Linked DNA regions of Lactuca sativa: region 1 is linked to region 2. A link is a contact called in public Hi-C data. All regions are on one chromosome and are shown on one strand. Each heading gives the region's core, a stretch centred on a gene start, on an enhancer-like site or on the middle of the called end of the contact. The rest is flanking DNA. Distances are from core to core; before and after follow the strand shown. Region 1 holds the start of LOC111882187 (kinesin-like protein KIN-5C). Region 2 holds the start of LOC111897083 (F-box/kelch-repeat protein At1g57790).

Evidence for each region. Hi-C and Micro-C count contacts between places; a contact is called where the count stands out from the background.
Region 1: a contact with region 2 is called in a Hi-C map of leaf, with 8 times the contacts expected there. The contact joins the promoter of LOC111882187 here to the promoter of LOC111897083 in region 2. A contact is called at or near these places in 2 of 4 Hi-C or Micro-C datasets (leaf and seed).

Annotation. Positions count from the first base shown.
Region 1 is chr8:117,987,821-117,990,997 of Lsat_Salinas_v11, reverse strand. It overlaps LOC111882187 (kinesin-like protein KIN-5C), which reads right to left and starts at 1,312. Exons shown (of 22, transcript XM_023878538.3): 1 at 1,109-1,312; 2 at 805-934; 3 at 420-578; 4 at 1-328. The coding sequence starts at 1,161.
Region 2 is chr8:117,839,547-117,842,387 of Lsat_Salinas_v11, reverse strand. LOC111897083 (F-box/kelch-repeat protein At1g57790) reads right to left here and starts at 1,476. Exons shown (of 3, transcript XM_023893052.3): 1 at 1,318-1,476; 2 at 1-666. The coding sequence starts at 1,349.

The DNA.
Region 1 (3,177 bases), core at 63-2,562, 150 kb before region 2:
TCTCTGCAGTTCGACGTTTAGCAGAACCTCTTTCAAGTAATGTGAAAATCTCACTAGCACTTGTGACAATTTCCTCTTCTAAACCCCTCACAAGAACTCCACCTTTACCATCTTCCATTAAAGGTAAAAGTTTTTTCTGTTTATCTTCAACACCAAGTTTTGAGATTTCCTCAGGAGCAAGTAAATCGGTAATTTCTTCATTATAGAGCTCTAAAAAAGTTACTTTAACACTGTACTCTGCATTCTGACCCTCCAATGTGTCAAATATTTGTTTGACAGATCTAGGTATTACACCTGCTTCCAATGGGAGCTCACCATTTGGCCCACTCTGAGAATGAATTAGAAAAGTAGTGTTAAGTTTTGACATAAAAGATGCATACATACTTTAAGGGCAATGTAATGTGTAATAGATTTCATACCTTTGCTCTCTTACATTCTCCTTCCATGGTGAATGTTTTGCCTGTCCCTGTCTGTCCATAAGCAAAAATGGTGCAATTGAAGCCTTCTAGAACTTCGTTTACAATTGGGATTACAGCTTGTTCGTATAAATCTTTTTGCTGGGCTGTAGGTCCAAAGACCTGGACAAGTTCAGAAATACCATAACCATCGATTAATCATCCTTTGAGAGATGGAGAGAGTAATTAATTATAACCATATTTAATTTACATAGAAGAGTGATAAATTGAAACATTTAACAGACTCCCAAACCTGAATAAATTTACACATACGAGAAAGAGCGTGCCCGAGTCAATTAAACCCTATTAAGAATGCAATCTTAAATGCATATTGTAGAAATTAGGGTACCTTGTCAAATGTAAAAACCCTATCTATTTGCTTCCCCGCAATACTCTGTGAAACCGCAACTTCTCTCTGATACTCGTTACAGGTCACCACCTGAGGTGCATTGTTCTTTAACTCATCGCTACTAAACGGCCTACAAACAAACAACACAATGTATTTCAATACACGAAGTATAGAAGAAGAATTAAAAACATGATTTCAGAACGGATTTGAAAATCTCAAAAACCAATCAGATCCAAAGAGAGTTTTTCTTCCTAGTTTCAACCAAAAGGGAAAGATTACTGAGTACGATAAACACTTCCAGTACCTGCAACGCAACAGCACCTGGACATTGACGCCTTTTTCGTGGCGAAAAGACATAATTACACACGGATTTTGTGTGCTGGTGTGTTAAAGAGGAAACTTTGAAGCTCCGTTGCTTCGAATTCGATCGAATGTTGGTCGCTTTCTCGACCTGTCTCCCCTTCTCTCTTCAAACTAGTTTGATTTGACGAAAATGTAATGAAAAGCAGCGGGATGAGTGAGGCGTTTTTGAATTTTTGAAGGGACGCTCTCCACTTTTGATCTGACCGTTCATTTACGACGAAATTTGATCGCACGGTCTATGTGCTGCCAGAACTAAGTTGACGAAATTGTCCCTGAGACATCAAACTTTTGTTTCATTTGCACGAGTCCAATGTACAAATTCCAAGAATCCAATTCCAAACTGACAGCCTAGTCAATGGGCCTAAAAAGCCCAAGATACACACCACGCTAGGCATGCACAAAAAAACCGGTTCAATATCCGAACCGGTCAAAGAACCGGTAAATTGAACCGGTTCACAGTGAACCGAACCACCGGTTTATACTCGTTCGAGATTTTAGTCGCTAAAACCGGTTTATATCGTGTGAACCGGTATGGAACCGAACCGAACCGGTTTAGATAGGTTCGACTAATTTTATGAGTGAACCGGTTTTGCTTGGCTAGGGGGTGAACCGAACCGGATCGGTTTGAAAAATTAACAGGTTTGTGCATGCCTACCCCACACACAGGATCGCGATGCACCCTGCCTCATAAATCCACAGTCCACACACACCTTATTGGGCCATACTAAAGAAACAATTCCATTTTACTAAAAAGGTTGCACAAAATCGGTTTCGAAGCTCTCTTGGTTTTTTTTTATGGGTGTTCAAAACCGGATATCCGGATTTCGGATATCCGAAATTTCGGATAGTTGATATTAGGTATCCGAATCCGTATCCGAAAATTCGGATATCCGGATTTTCAGATATGGATACGGATATCAAATCGGATATCTGAAATTATCATTTATATAATTAATTATTCAACAAATTAACAAAAAAGTACAAACTTTCGAAACTGTTGAGTATCAATAAGTTTGCAAACCAATCCAACAATTAATCCTTGTCAATGGTTGACGATTTTCTTATTTAAATTTGCAAGTTTTAGGAAAATAGAAAAAATAAAAAGATTGCTTTAGCTGTTTGCTAAGGTCGCTATAAACCTAAAATGTAAATGAAGTACATAATTTGCTCAGGTCACTATAAACCTAAAATGGATGGTTTGCATATTAAACCCCAAAAAGCATAATAAAGTAAATTATAAATCAAAATTCTTCAAGAACCATGATAGCTCGATAGAATATAATCAAGAAAGAGGAAGAGACTAATATTCTTTAGTTGCGCAATTTTTGTATGAGCAAAGATAATTTCGAGTGATAAATCAATAAATTCTGAAGATACATAAGCCATTCATCAAAATATTGCGTGAAAGAAAATCAAATGACCGAAAAGCAACAAACAAAAATGAGGTTTAATATAAAACAAAAAAAAAAAGAGACGAAGATAATGAAAATCAGATCCTAAATAGCTAAATTAACTAAAACATATTTTAAATACATTAAATATATAAATATATATCGGATATCCGAAATATCCGATTTTTTTAAAACTAGTATCCGTATCCATATCCGAATCCGAAAATCCGGATATCCGAATTTCGGGTATCCGAAATTTTGGATATCCGAATTTTCGGATAATTTCGGATCGGATTTTCAGATTATTAAATCGGATGTCGGATATTTTTGAACACCCCTAGTTTTTTTTATGTTTTCTTAAGGAAAATTTTGGTCTTTAGGACGGGGTTTTTTCAGGTCCAGTATAGACCAGTTCAATGTTGTGGTCTTTGCATTTTGCTTTTTTGTTCGGCTTCGGGTTTTCTTTTTTGGATTGAGGTTGGGTTTTCTTATCCAATCTTCTTCTAGACGATTTTGTCTCATATAATTATATTGAGCATCATACTAGCTTTATTATTATTTACAAATTACAATGGTTTAGAATCAATTTGTATCGTTTACACGTGGATTGAAAATGTGG
Region 2 (2,841 bases), core at 227-2,726:
ATCGGGTCATAAACTCCAAGCCATCCGGTTAAACTCAAACAGTAAAACAACCCGTTACAGAAAACAAGTTTGTTCCAAATACTGCTAACGAATGGCAACCGATTATGGTAGTTTACAGTAGTCCATTCGGTTGCATTTGGTGAACAGGTGCTAATGGCGACGACTGTAGGGCTGACGTGTTTGACTGTGAAAAGAATACAGTTTTGCGATTTGGGGGAGTTCGAAAAGGCGACGATTTGGTATGTCATTTCGAATCTGGGTAGTTTAATCATTTCCCTTGTGAAGGGATTAAAGAATAGGACGCGTTGTGTTCTTGGTTTGTAGAGTAATAACCACCCGTCTTTGTTGTAACAGATTCTGCATCCATGGAGTTGTGGTAATTCGAGAGAGTATGTTTTGCGTTTTGATGGGTCGTAGAACTCGAAGAGGTGGCCGAGTTTTGGGAAGTACATTAGCCATGGCGGTTTGTTGACTTTTCTGACTGATAAAGCGACTGAAAGCCATTTTTTGCAGACGGAAGATGTGCGGATGTTGTCTTTTAGAGTTAATCGGGAGATTATGAGTTCGAGAAGTTCAGACGGAAGGATCGACCATGATTCGTGATGATCTTGCTCGTCGTTTTCTTTCGTTGATACTCTTTTATCATCCTTGAATGTTTCAGACAACCTACAAACGGAAAATTTTAAGAATTATTTTGCGAAAAGAGTTGAATTCTATGAAATGCAGACTAAAGTCACGAAACCAGGATCTACATTTATGATCTATAGACTATAGATAGAATTGAATGATGAAGGAGCACGGAAGCACAAAATTTCTCTGTTGCCATTAAAAATACCTGATTCATACACTAAACAGAAACGTAAGTTACGTAATCTAGTAAGAAGATAAAATATAATCAACTCAGATCGAACATTGAGAACATAAGTTTTTACTAGAAACCCTAAAACCTAAAAACCTACACCTGCCAAACTTTATAAATTGTCGATGAATGAACCAAAACCACTATTTGTCACATACGTATACAATCCAATCAAGCAATTACAGAAAACGCAACAAATTCCATAAACTCAGCTGAATTACGACAATATGTAAATTACCAGCAAAACGCACACATGCTACCATTAATTTGGACCAAATTCACTTGAATTGAACAGAAACTGTAGCTGGATTGTAAAATCAAAGACGGATCTCATTTCTATAAACCCTAAAATCCAAATTCATCAATAAACCCAACAATAATTCAAACTCCAAACAAAAAACAGTAAGGAGTCCTCAAACCGAATTGGATTTCACTTGGAGTTGTTGAAGAGGACTTACAATCGGTGTTTCCTTCTCTTCCTTCCTGCCATAATTGCGAACAGATTAAGCTAAGCTCCTCCCACCACCAGTGTATGTGTGTTTTTGTAGAGAGAAAGATATGTTGAAGAGAGATGATGGGAATGGGAATGGGAATGACTGTTGTTGTCACGTTATGAAAACACCTAGGCTTTGTTACTACAACACGTGTACACAAAGAACTTATCTGGTGAGACGGGCCGCAGGGTACGTGGTAGTGGTAACTAATGGGATTGTTAGGTGAAAGATTAAGGGATGAGGTGGCAAGTTTTAATTGGTTGAGGAATGAGGGTGTTTGGAATACATTCGGTGGTCATCTCTGGAACTACCGTCACATGTGGGAATCGACAAGCTGGGTGCTGTCTATCCGCTTGTGGGTAAATCTGTAAATGATCCAAGCATGATGTGGCAATCATTCTTTGCACCTTGATAAAAGTCACAGCAGAATAAAAAAAAATGTTAATTTCTATTATAATAAATAAATAATTTTAATTTTTTATGTAAAATCTCATTTTAATAAAACTTTCATAAATATTATGCTTTGTGTGATATAGATATATATTATACAACTCATTTCAAAATTCAAATTTACGTTTTCTAATTATATGTTAAATTTGAAGTTATAATAATTTTAAAAATTTTAATATATCTCTTAATTAATAATTTATTTAAAATGAGTTATTTAAAATAATTGATTAATAATTATAAATTTCTATTTTAAAATTTTAATTAATTTTATAACCGTGTTTTCCATATGTTATAAACTAGTTATTTAGATAAACTAATCATACATATTTATAAAGCTAACATTTTTTCTTGAATCTCATGCATTTGAAACCCCCATTTTTTTTTCCTTTCACCACATTCATTTGAAACTCCCATGACTTTTCGATTTCCTTATAATAATAATAATTATAATTTGGTAATTAGGTTAAATAAATATCAAATCTAAAGTGTATTCATATATAAACTAAATTTGAATATTAAAATAATATTTTTAATTTTACTTATGAAATTATGTTTTTTAAGTTTTAACATATTATACTTAATTTATTAGTTTTAATAAATTGTTGGATGTAAACAATTATCATTTTAAAGGTATAATTTTTGAATAATTTGTATAAAATACTTAAACTATTAATTAAAATATAACATTATAGTTTCCAAATAAGTAGCTTAAAATATTTCTTAAATATATTTTTATAATCGTTGAAAGTTTCCAAATAAGTAGCTTAAAATAACTTACAATAACAATAGTTAAAAACAACTATATATAAATGATTATATTGTTAGCTTTAAAATAAAAAAACAATGTTTGATGTTTTAAATAATTATAATGATAGAAATTAAAACATTAAGCAAATTAATTTTAAAAATTAATTAATAATAAAAACAACTATATATAACATCAAATCATATATTATATTTAATTTTATTCATGTGTAATTCGCGGGTAGAAGTCATTCAAATGATTGAGATTATGAAGTTATAATAAATGTATATATT